Linked DNA regions of Mus musculus: region 2 is linked to region 1. A link is a contact called in public HiChIP or PLAC-seq data. All regions are on one chromosome and are shown on one strand. The core of a region is the stretch at or near the end of the contact, and the rest is flanking DNA. Distances in the headings are between cores, read along the strand shown. Region 1 overlaps Gm30275 (a long non-coding RNA gene). Region 2 has its middle 26 kb from the start of Dad1.

Region 1 (5,949 bases), core at 1,057-3,556:
TATTACTGGGAAAGTTGTTTCATTTATCTTAAGAATTTATTTAAGAATTTGGTTCATAAGTTGCATGTGTGTTTAAACAGTGATGATAACAACTCCTTACTTACGAGTTCCAGGATCTTACAGTAGTTTGTTCAAATTCTCTTAAGCCTTTAATCTATCCTTTACCCATAAAATAGGAAGAATAAGTTCACAGGGCTATTACAAGGAGCATCTATGATGCACACCCCAGAGGTGCTCAACAAAATTAACATCCCACGGTAAAGGGGGTCTTACACAGAAAACACCAAAGGCTCTAGCCTGGGGGGTGAGGGGGCTCAGCGTCAATAACTATTAGCATTTTCTAACCCCTAATGTATTGCCAACATTCTTTTTCATAGAGATGACGTGTCAAGAATCTTCTTTCCAAAGACTAATCTAAATTAATTCCCTGTGCTGTTTATATTAGAAGTTCTAAAAGCCATGCCATCACTGGAGGGGTGAGTGTGTCACCTTAATAAGCACTGGTCCCTAAGGTCCCTCGCCTGTGCCAAGTGAACATGTCTCTAGTTTACTAGAATAGCAGAAACAACAAATTTTTCATAGAAACCATTTTCCAGCAGACTTGATCAGACATCTGGACAAAGGCAACGTAAAAAAATCCACATTTTTTATAAAGGTTGCCCTTGCCCAGCTTTAGGAATGCTCTCGTGAAGGGCCTCCCCAAGTTAGGAGCACAAAAGTCTTTGTACCCACAGATGACTAGGGAAACCAGGAATGTTAAACACGCAGGGTGTCTCCTCAGTGGAGGAGATAAAATCAAATACCTGCATTCCACCCAGAATGAGAGTGGGTCTTGTTAATGACCTGGTGACCTTTTGCTATTTGTGGAACCAGACCTCACCCAAATGCCCCAGAATGATTATCCCAGACTCTGCACCACCACCCCCAGACCTTTGTCTTTAGCTCCCAGGTAATAAAACCTATCCTTAGGAAAGATATCACATCTACCTATGGTCTCCTGACCTCTATGCTATCTAGGTCAGAGACCATGCTAGATTCTAGTCTGTTAGCTATAAAACCCACCTTCGTGGTTACATGTACTTTGAGCGGGAATTTCTGTGTAATCATGCCTTAAGCTTTTTTGTGCGCCTGGAATTGGAATGATTGCTACCCGGTAATCTGTTTCCTGGAAATTTTATCCCAAATTGTACTGTGTTTAAATATACTGGCAATAGAATGCCTGCTGTTAGACTTTCTAGAAGTTTGATCCGGCCTAGGTCAGGGTGAACTGAGTCTTCATTCTTCTCTTTGAGGGTTGTTTCCCTGCTCCTGTGACACCTGCAGGGACCCCCTCATCCCAGGTCATAGTTAATGTGCCCTTTTAAGAATAGAGCTTTTCCTGTCCTTGAAAACTATTATGTTAATTACTAATATGAAGGGTAGTATTCACTTATCCTTGTACTGTCCATGTTGTCTACAGAAGGTTAGTTTTTATACTACTACTTTGCCAAGAAAGCCCAGTTCTCTTTATACTACTACTTTGTCAAGAAAGCCAAGTTCTCCTAAATGAATCTCAGGGATAAATAAGTTCATTCTTCCATTAAGGAACCACAGGGAACAGGTCCAGGAAAACTGGGGGAAAAGCCAGGGAATCAGAGTCACTGTCTTGCCAGAGAAAAGCATGCTTTGATGGGAGACAATATCGAAGAGCAGTTCTGCCAAATCATGGGTCTGAGAGAAGTCACTTGAGACCTGAGGAAATTTCCACCTGCTAAAGGAGAGCTAAAAGCTCACGGGGGAGTCAGAACTCACTTTGAACTTTGTGTGTGACTTTGGATAAGTCAGTTGAGCTCTTTGAGCCTCTGATGGCATCTGCACAATTGAGTTGATAGTTGGTTATCTCCAGGACTCCTTCAGTGATAATCGATGTCAGCGGCTGCACAGAAAGAAGATTTAGCTTATGGAACAAAGGGGTTGACTTAGACAGATTCCCAAGATTTGGGGAAGCAAAGATCCCTGCCCTGCTGATTCCTTTGTGTGACCCAATAAGAATATTTTTGAAAAAGAACTAAATGAAAGACACTTATCATCAATCAAAGGCAATTGAAAGTCGTTGTCAGTCTCACACCTACCCCGGGAGGCTTCCTGCTCACTTCCCTCGGGACACCCCACCTCTACTTTACTGCCTTGTCATGATTCTCAAAAACTGTGATCGCTCAAGGTTGAAGCTTTTAATCTCCCAAGTATAAAAGGATATGCAAATAGGGTTCAGCTTCCTGTTGAGTCCCTGCCAAGGTCTTAGCCTGGCAATTCTGGGAAAGGGGCCAAAGACCTCATATTTCTCAGCTGTTATTCCCTCTTCTCTGCCCCAGTCAGCAGCTGGAGCTCCAGGCTGTGCTCTGTCTTTAGTCTTACCTTTTCCCCGAGTCTTCTAAAGAAGCATTTTTGCAATGTCCCTGAAAGGATCTAATATACAGCTGGTTGCCAAGTAACCAGACAGAGCATTATCTGGCTACATTGGAGAACAGTAAGTAAAACCAGAAAGTGTATATTCATGTATTATGACCTCAAATTTCAATCTTATAAACTACTTGAGGTACTGATATTGATTGAGTCTGAGACTGGGATGGCAATATATTATCTGTATCACCACAATGAGGTCTTGTACTTGTATGGAGTATAAAGAAAGCAAAGTGTATAGGTACAGTAACAGGCCTGCACAGCCCTCAAAACAGAGGTCTGAAAACACAGGACACCTCACAGTGACACTGAGCCTGAAGTTCCACTAAATAGCCAATGACCTGAAGCATACTCCCATGTCTCCTGATTGAACACACAGGCATCGAGACCCAGCCTTTCAGTGGAACAGAGAACTCACTAATATTCCAGTGCTAATTTACACATCCCAAACTATATTAAGTATGAGCATGTATTAAGCATAAAATTCTCACTTTTTCTGCAAATGCTATGACCTATTTGTATTTCTTAGAACTTTGCTTCTGAAGATAACTCCCATCAGGACCTTCTTATGAATTCTCAGTTCCATTATAGGGCCATTCCATTATAAGTTAACTTTCCCAAGCTCTTTAGAAGTCTCTGTGGGGAGATTTCTTCTTTAGTGTCTCTGTTATTACTCTAGGCAACCAAAACCCACTCATGATAGAACACTAGTAAGAAAATTCTCTGTATACTATTGTTCCAAATCAAGTCATTCTTTGGTGTCTCCTTCGGAATTTATTCTCTCTGTCTCTCTGCCCCCCCCCCCTCTCTCTCTCTCTCTCTCTCGTGTGTGTGTGTTTGTGTGTGTGTGTGTGTTCCATTGCCTTTACCTTTTACATTTAAGCCCTTGAGTAAACTCTACTCAAATATGTCCATCCTTCACATTTTCCACATCTCAGTTCTGCCTCCCAGTCTTACAACAATGATCATCTCAGATTATTTGCAAAACAGTTTCTTCTTCCCTTCTTACTTCTGGGATTTTTGGTTTGCTTTGGTTTGGTTAAAGGTTCATTGCTCTGGGGTTCAAGGGAGATATCTTTCAGGTCCATTCCATCTCATAGGCTGAAAGTTAACATCCACCCCTTCACATCAGTGACTTGACCACAGCACAGCCCTGGCTTGAACTCCATCAACCTTATAATCCTTGGAAGTGCTAACAATTCACAGGTCTGGCTACCATCACTATAATGTGTCTTTAGAGAAAGTTGGGTCATTGAGCTAACTCTACTGTTAGGATCATGGTCGAATCTTAACTTGTACGGTTTCTGCCACACTCCAGAGCAAAGAGTTACTGTACTTGTTCTAGGGGCTTTAGGAAGACAGGCAGATCACAGGCCTTCAGTGACAAAAGAAACACTGACACTTTAGATGGCTCCAATTTCCTACCCCATGTTTGCTTTTCTAACACCACTGGTCCTCTTCAGTGTATTGATAGAAGGTCTGGTCTGGTTGATAATAACCTAGTATAATAAGCCAGCACCAGCCTGTGTTGATATGCAGACCAAGTGTAAAATAAGTAAATCTGACACAGAGAAAAATATTTATTTCTAATATAGAGAGTCCAAGAATACCATACAAAACAGATCTTTAAACACCCTATATTTCCAGCTAGATGTATTTATTGCAGTTCCTGTACATTATTTTTGAAAGATGGTGATGAAAATTGAGATTCTCTCCTCTGTGTTCTAATCAACTCATCTGTCAGCGCAGATTGACACAGAGGGAAAATGCTTTGAGACCAAAGCATACTAAAAACATCATAAGGAAAACTTGAAGAAAAGAAAGCTTTTTTTCTACTCTCACTTTCTCTCTTTCTCTCAAGATTGCTTGCCAGCAGGGCTGAGGATAGTTCTGCCATAGTCTTCAACCTCCACACCCCAAGCCATCTGGTATCCATCACATCTGGAAGAAGGCTCTCCTTGTTCAGCATTGTGAATGCCATTCACCCTAAATCCACTAGTCAGACCTGGGAAAGTCTGTGTTCCAAGAGAAGTGGAAGGTGGTGGGACACATGGGGCCTGAGTGCTGGGAAATGGCTCACATCGGCTGCTGACTTGGCCTTCTCTCTAGCTCCTTAATCCGGCAGATGCAGCTTCCTTATGAGGCACCAGAGGCCCAAGGATGTTCACATCCTGTGGTTCTCCATACCTCTAAAACCCCACATTTGAGTTCCTTTCTAGTTCAGAGAACCAGAGCTGCTGGCATCGAGCCAGTCAACAACAGATGTGAGCCATAACCACCAACTACCCAAGAAGCATCTACAGAGACGGGCATGAGAAGCAGCGTCCCAGAAATTCTCATAATTATAGTCCCTTCAATCATTTAATACCTGCTCGGAGAGAGAGGGAGAGGGGGGCCTAGTAGACTTTCTCCTGATGTTTAATTCATTCTGGTGGGAATTAAGACGCTTGAAAAAATTCGGAGACTTAAGAAGGATTAGACAGAGATGAGAAAGTTACTGGAAAGTCGGTATGATACTTTTACTTGAACTGCTTGGAAATCTGCAAATCTATCCTGACATAATGCCCCTATGTCACCAATATTGCCCCCTTGATTTTTGAGGCCCATATAGCGGCTGTACACTAGATGGCCATTCAAGGCCACGAGCACCAGGATTTTGTCCCTCTGGATACAGAATAATGAAGATGGGGATTCTGGTGATCAAAGTAATACCTTCTGCATGTGACAGGTCTTGTGAGGGTGACTTTGACTTCCAGTTGTCCAGAAGGAACTACACCCTGGCTTTCAGTACATCTTTTAAAATATGCCTCCCCTGCACCCCCATACACAAAAAATATAGTTCTCATTGTCCCATCTACTGAGTAAAAATAAAGACAATAAAGAGGAAAGGGACAAAGTACAAAGGGAGAAAAAAATATAACCAGGAAATGCTATTGTTCAGAGTATTTATCATTTGAGTTAACAACAATCTGACCTCCCCAGAAAATGTCAAGGTCCATGTTACAATGTATAATTTCTTATGGGCTTTGAGGAAAAAAACCCATAGAATTCCAAGAGTGCTACTGCCCTCCGAGGAAGGCAGGAAAGGAAGGAAGAAGAGAGGGAGAGAATAACTGTGATGGAGTAGAATGCTTAACTGTGATACAAATCATCTAAGGATTAGCAGCAGATAGGAGAGGCCAGCAGTGTCTGGTGCCTGTGCGCTATAAAGCTTGTCATCTGTGGTTCCTCCTTTTCTTACTGTGTCCTTTTTCTGGGCCTCTCCCCACACCCCACCATATGCCTTGTGTATTTTCAATTTATTCACATTAAAACTCAACTTCAAGAAGGGTCTGGAAACTGACTTACACTAATACTTGACCAATAAAAACCAAGCAAATAATAAAATATTGGGAGTGAGTACAAAGACGGCTCAGTGGTTAAGAACGCTTGCTGCTCTTGCAAAGGATCTGGGTTCAGTTCCCAGAAGCTAAAGGCAACTTAAAATCATCTGTAACTCCAGCTCCAGAT
Region 2 (5,949 bases), core at 1,211-3,710, 120 kb after region 1:
CCTGATTAGAGTGACCGCAGAACCCCGTCATTTCTAAACTGCCTCATCTCTAGCCCACAATGAAGCCTTCTGAGACCAGTGACGGGGACGGCCTCAGGAAACACCACCATGACAGGGCCACCCTCACACACACACAGGGGAGGAGGGGCGAAGAGCCTCAATCCCACGCCCCTCCTCGAGTGTCTGACACGATGCCAAAGACTACCACTGGGGATTTCTTTTAATTAAACCATTCTCTTCCCTGTATTAGATGAAAGTGCCCATGGGAAGGTTAGTGCAGCAAGCCTTTATCAACCATTAAGAACTTAGGGCAAATTAGTTTGTCTTTTTTTTTTTTTCCTTGCTCCTAAAGTGGTAATTCACTTTGTTCTATTAAAAAAAAAAAAAAAAAATCCAGGCAAAGAAAGCGTGGGTGGCTGAGGAGATGCCGGGCTCCTAAAAACTGGCTGCCATAATGCAGAGGCTGAAGGGGGACCTTGTGGGAATGGAACAGAGTAAGAAGCCTAGAAGGCAGTATAGGAATCAAAGACAGACCTCCTCACTAAACGTGAAAGAGGCCCAGCCTCGGTTGAACCATGCTAGCCCAGTGTCCCCAGAGAGCAACATCCAGAGGTCACAAGAACCCTAACGTCACCTGAGGACCAGAGTGAGGTGACGTGGCAGGGATTTGAAGGGCCTCCCACAGCGGTGAAGTGAATATAGATAGCTTCCAGCCCCAACTCAAGCGAGGCCGGGACAAGGCAGACAGGAGGCCACTGATAGATCAAAGTCAACTTCATCGCCATCCAATCAGAACAAGAACTTTCTCCCACAGCTGAGGCTAAATCTCCACAGGAGCTGAACAAGTGTGGGGAACAGGCAGAGACTCTTCGACGTCGGACTCTGGGTCTCTCACTGCTTAGTCTGGAAGAGGCTACTGAGGAAACCTGAAGACATGACAATGGTCACAAGGCTGCCACTGCTCCCAGACCAGTCTGGACCAACTCCCGAAGAGAAGGCACCCATAGCCCAGCAAACTCCTTGCCAGGGCCAGCTGTAAAATGGGTATCTCTAGAGTCTAGATAAATGCCCTTACTCCCTAAGGGGTTTTCTGCAGGCCAGCTCTGAAGGCAGAAAAAAAAACGGACCCTTCACGTTCCAAGGCTAGAACTGTGGAAAGTGTTCTGCAACGTTGTCCGGTGCAGCTGGAGTCACAGTTCAGTCCAGAAACAGGCAGGCTGGACAGGTGTGTGCTCTGACCACTCAGGCCACCCCCTGAGGCTTCAAGGGTTTAGTTTTGTCTCATTTTTGTTTGGGGTATACCATAAAATCCAACTCCCAAAGCTCATGTCTAATATCAAATCTAATAGTGTTTTATTACCAGGTGACATGTTGGCAAGGGACTATAGATGACCCTTCGGATAGGAGGAATACCTTGCTCACCAGTAGCTCCTCCATACCTAGTGCAGTACCTTGCACCCAACAGATACCAACAGATGACATCATGACGGTCAACACAGTCACTGGGAGGGACCTGAGCTGGAGAGGGAACGTAGTGGCGTTAACAGAGGCCAGGTGAGCCACTGTCTCGGTTTTGCAAGGAATAGAGTAGCTTGGCAAAAACTATTAGAATAATCAGAGCTTGAGTGGTGCGCCCTTGAAGAGTTCAGACTCACATTAGCTTCATGACTGTTGACTGAATCCTGCAGGACAGTTACCAGGAAACACTGGCTTCTAAAAGTCTAAAGACTCTGGTCCTACATGAGAACCAGCATCCAGGGCCAAAGGTCACTTAATGTCCATTTCAGTTTCCCCAGTGACCCACACAAACCCACTGAAACCTAGTTCCTCGAGCAACATGTGGGAAGAAGGGCTTCCGGTTTACAAAGCAGGAAGTCTATATCCAGCCCACCCCGCCCTGGACAAGATTGAAGTCTGGGTCCCCGAGGGATATTTCCCAGAGGTGAGTGTGAGAGACCTGTCAAATACTGTAACTCTTGCATGTACTGGCTACGGGTGGGGGTGGGGTGGGGTGGGGGGCAGTCTGAAGGATCGCCAGCCCTGCTTTGGGTAAAAGCCACATGGGTAACACAGCTGTCTCCTTTCATACAGACACACAAGGCATAGGATTTCCTCCAAGAATCACACAGACAGCTGCACCCTGAAATGGGTAAGCTGGTCAGATAGTGAATCAATAGCCAGAAGTAGAACAGGAAATGGAAAAAGTTTCCCACTTCCCTCCAGGTGTTTGGGTCTGAACAGCCTCCCACTTCCATGACGTCACGGCTGCTGACATGGGCAAACAGGTCCCCCTTTGAAGCTCTCCCGCAGAAGCCACATCCTCTGGAAAGAGGAGTTAAAAATACAGAGTTAGAGATAAGATCTCTCCGGGCCACGTGCCCAGAAGAGGTAGGCTGGGCCGTTACACCGCAGCCCAACCACAGGTGCAGAAAAGAAGGCCACGGAGAGCACATTGGGTGGGGCTTGCAGGTCTTGGTGGTAACACCCATTCACAGCAGCCGGCTGGGGAGGCACTGCGGCTCCACTCCCAAGAAGTCCCCCTCCCCTGACCTCTATTGCCCTCAAATTAGACAAGTCTATATACTTAGTTCAAGGGAGAAAGTCTATGTCCAGTCCAGCTTGTGCTGGACAGGTTGTGAAAGAGGCAGCTGCCTACACACACAGCTAAGGCTCGTTCCCCAACAGATACCTTCCACAAGAAGCCCCATTCGCTCTCATTTCCACTCCAGGAGGAAATTTAAGTGTCAAGAGATAACCCTAGTGGACATCTGTCTCTCAGGGTCCTAGGAAGTCGCAGAACCTGAAACCTGAAAAACTTTCGTCTTGGGAGTCCCACTCTGTTGTAGTGTCTTAAGGTAGCCACACGGGGGCAGCAGTACTCCACCAAAAGGCTTTCTCCCTCGGCGTGTTTATTCGGGATAAAGAAAATCCCTGCATCCTACGGAAAAACTCTTTCCAAAGGAAAATAAAATGACAAGTGGCTTCTGTTTCACAGGGTCCTGCCCTGTGCCAGTCACTGGACTCCAGACTTGTGTGATCCTCTCTGCCTGCAAAGAGTCTAGGGTCAGGCCTTCAGGCAGCAGGGGGCACTGCCTACCCAGGTTTAGGAGACCTAGCTACAAGAGAAACCCAGAAAGAAACTACCCTGTTGGAAGCCAGGAGATGGAATATGGGGCCCGGCAGGCCCAGGATCCATGACTTCACTCTGTAGCCTGTAAACCCGCAGCCTCAGTTCTCCTCTTTGTACCAACATTCTCTCAGGTAGTTTAGAAACGAAGGCTTTCTTCCAGCGGGATACCTGTTAAAGGGCAGACACTGTGTCAGGTTTCAGGGACTCTGACTCCATACAACTAAAGTTTAAGAAATGGCCAAAGGGGTCGCCCATAACAGGTACTCACATGCTAGGTGTCTCTAGGGAGAAAGGACTGATGGGAAAGGAGAACAAGGGTTTGGAATTCGGGGCGGTTGATCTGAACCTGGATGATGGGCACATCGGGGTAGATGCCTGTCAAAATGCATCCAGCTGGAAAGCCTGGGTTTGCTGCACCTCAGTGTGTGTAAATTAAACTCAAGATTGCCTAAAGTCAAGGCACAGACAGTCCGGGCACTGTGTGAGCATGGGAGACAGACGTAATGGCTGTAATTTTATGGCCTCTGTTAATATCTTCCTGGCAGTCCTCAGGCAGGCAGGGGTCAGGCAAAGCAGGGTCTGTAAGCTTCAGTGTCCTTCGTGGCACATTTAACTTTCCCCTGTCTCTCTCCATTTTCCATTATTCACACGGAGACCGGAATGCATGCCCACCTTCTCTCCCTGTTGTCTGAGGAGATAATGGTATGCTAATGCTTCGCGAACCGAAATCCCCAGGCAGACACAAAGCAGTGGGATGGCAGCACGAGCGAAAGGATGGACCATAATCCTGCGCGCTTGCTCGGATGCACCCATGCTGCGATAAAAGCAGCCTGCTGCGTGAGGATGCCGGCGCTCACATAGGCTTGGGGCCCGCCAGGTCCCCCGCTCAGCAGCGGTCCCCCACCTCGCCCGTGACTGTGGCCCCAGTAGCTTCTATCACGCACATCTGTTACTCCTTCCATGACTTCCAGCTTTTGCAAGGTCACAGTTTTTTCAGGACCACAGGACCCCACGGTATCCCATGGCCCCCCTGATGCTTCTCACTGTATCACCTGTGAGGAGACACATTTTTTTCCCTCCTCTCTGGCACCCCAGGGGCTTCCCTGATTGTAGGATTCCTTGAGCCAGTAGTAGCAGGATACAATCGCTCCAGGCACCTCCCCTCAAGGCAGGTTTTCTGAGAAGCATTCCTCCTCCAGCCAGTGTGTCCTACAATATCCTAGGGTGTGTTTGTCCTGGAAATGTGAGCATACCACCCTTCCAGAGTCCACAGGGCTGGGCAGTGGTGGCGCACGCCTTTAATCCCAGTACTTGGGAGGCAGAGGCAGTCTGATTTCTGAGTTCAAGGCCAGCCTAGTCTACAGAGTGAGTTCCAGGACAGCCAGGGCTACACAGAAAAACCCTGTCTCCAAAATAAATAAATAAACAGAAATAAACAAAAACAAAAAGAGAGGCCACAGGATTCCAGTTTTGAAGCCCTCCTGAAATCCACTTTGAAACCATCCAGTTCCTTCCATTCTCTGAAACATCCACATTAAATTTATCAACCAAGGAAAAATAAAGAAAACACCAGATGGAAGAAGCACAGACAGACGTAAGATGGGACTGGCAGAACTTGAGAGTGAAGTGGATCAAATAACATGGTTTAGGTTGTGGGAGCAACTGGTCTGTTTCATGGTCAGTCTGGGCAGGAAATACCCAAGGTAAACCTAAAAGACTGTGGTCAACAAAACTGCAAGACGCGATTTTTTTTTTTTTTTTTTTTTTTTGGTTTTTCGAGACAGGGTTTCTCTGTGTAGCCCTGGCTGTCCTGGAACTCACTCTGTAGACCAGACTGGCCTTGAACTCAGAAATCCACCTGCCTCTGCCTCCCAAGTGCTGGGATTAAAGGCATGCGCCACCATGCCTGGCGCAAGACATGATTTTTATCGACTCTAGGGCATCCTTCCTTCTCCTTGCTGACCCTGGCTGAGTTATTCCAATGATATCACATGAGCGGGCAACATCCTCGTCTAGAATCCCGAGTCACGATAGTGTGTGCTTGCTCAACATCAAAGCAAACATTACCTCCTTCGATCCTACAAACCTGAACCAAGGCAGCGCATTTCTCTGCCCCTTTGACAACTTAGGAAACATACGAACTGGCTTATATAAGACCACGGTGGGCCGGGCAGTGGTGGCGCATGCCTTTAATCCCAGCACTTAGGAGACAGAGGCAGGTGGATTTCTGAGTTCGAGGCCAGCCTGGTCTCCTGAGTGAGTTCCAGGACAGCCAGGGCTACACAGAGAAACCCTGTCTCGAAAAACAAAAAAACAAAAACAAAAAACAAACAAACAAACAAAAAAACACGGTGGACTAGTCCGAATGCCTTGGTTTCCCACCAAACAGAGCGAACACGAAGTCCTAGTGCTAGGTGCAGCCATCAGCTAGGCAGGGCCCCCAACCAGACCAGTTTCTGACATTCTGCTTCAGTGACTCAGCTGTGATTGTGTGCACTTACTTGGTTCCTCTTTAGGACTGAATTAGAATGGCAAACCCGAGCCCTGTCCACTCCAGGGAGCATGGGTGGACAGGGCTCCCCTGCTGAGGGAATACATAGCATAATAGATGCATAAACTGTAGGCTCAGTCTCATGGCGGGGATGGTGTGGCGCGGTGCCCTGTGACGGTCAGAGAACTTCAATAGTCAGTTCTCTACCTCTGCGTGGAAGCTGGGGGGGGGGGTCAATCTCAGATCACCGGGGCTGCGCAGAAGGGGTTTTTACTCTCTGAGCCACCTTGCCAGCCCCGTGGGTCAGAAGTTCAGTGATAAGGCAAAA

The links. HiChIP or PLAC-seq counts read pairs in DNA pulled down with a chosen protein or histone mark.
Region 2: a contact with region 1 is called in a FOXA1 HiChIP or PLAC-seq map of pancreatic cancer cells. The contact joins two enhancer-like sites. A contact is called at or near these places in 5 of 484 Hi-C or Micro-C datasets (LSK cells, myocytes, pancreatic cancer cells and 2 more) and 3 of 115 datasets of contacts at active chromatin or transcription factors (embryonic stem cells, extraembryonic endoderm stem cells and pancreatic cancer cells).

Annotation. Positions count from the first base shown.
Region 1 is chr14:54,106,630-54,112,578 of GRCm38.p6, forward strand. Gm30275 (a long non-coding RNA gene) reads right to left here. Exons shown (of 4, transcript XR_003951148.1): 3 at 1,792-1,915. It also overlaps Tcra and Tcrd. Among named protein-coding and RNA genes, the nearest start is that of Gm30275, 16 kb to the right of the region's middle. Within about 2 kb of position 2,307, at least 103 of the 459 cell types and tissues checked have an H3K27ac peak or open chromatin away from gene starts, as enhancers often do. A contact at or near this core is called in pancreatic cancer cells, where this site is marked.
Region 2 is chr14:54,225,226-54,231,174 of GRCm38.p6, forward strand. No RefSeq gene overlaps it. Among named protein-coding and RNA genes, the nearest start is that of Dad1, 26 kb to the right of the region's middle. Within about 2 kb of position 2,461, at least 240 of the 459 cell types and tissues checked have an H3K27ac peak or open chromatin away from gene starts, as enhancers often do. A contact at or near this core is called in pancreatic cancer cells, where this site is marked.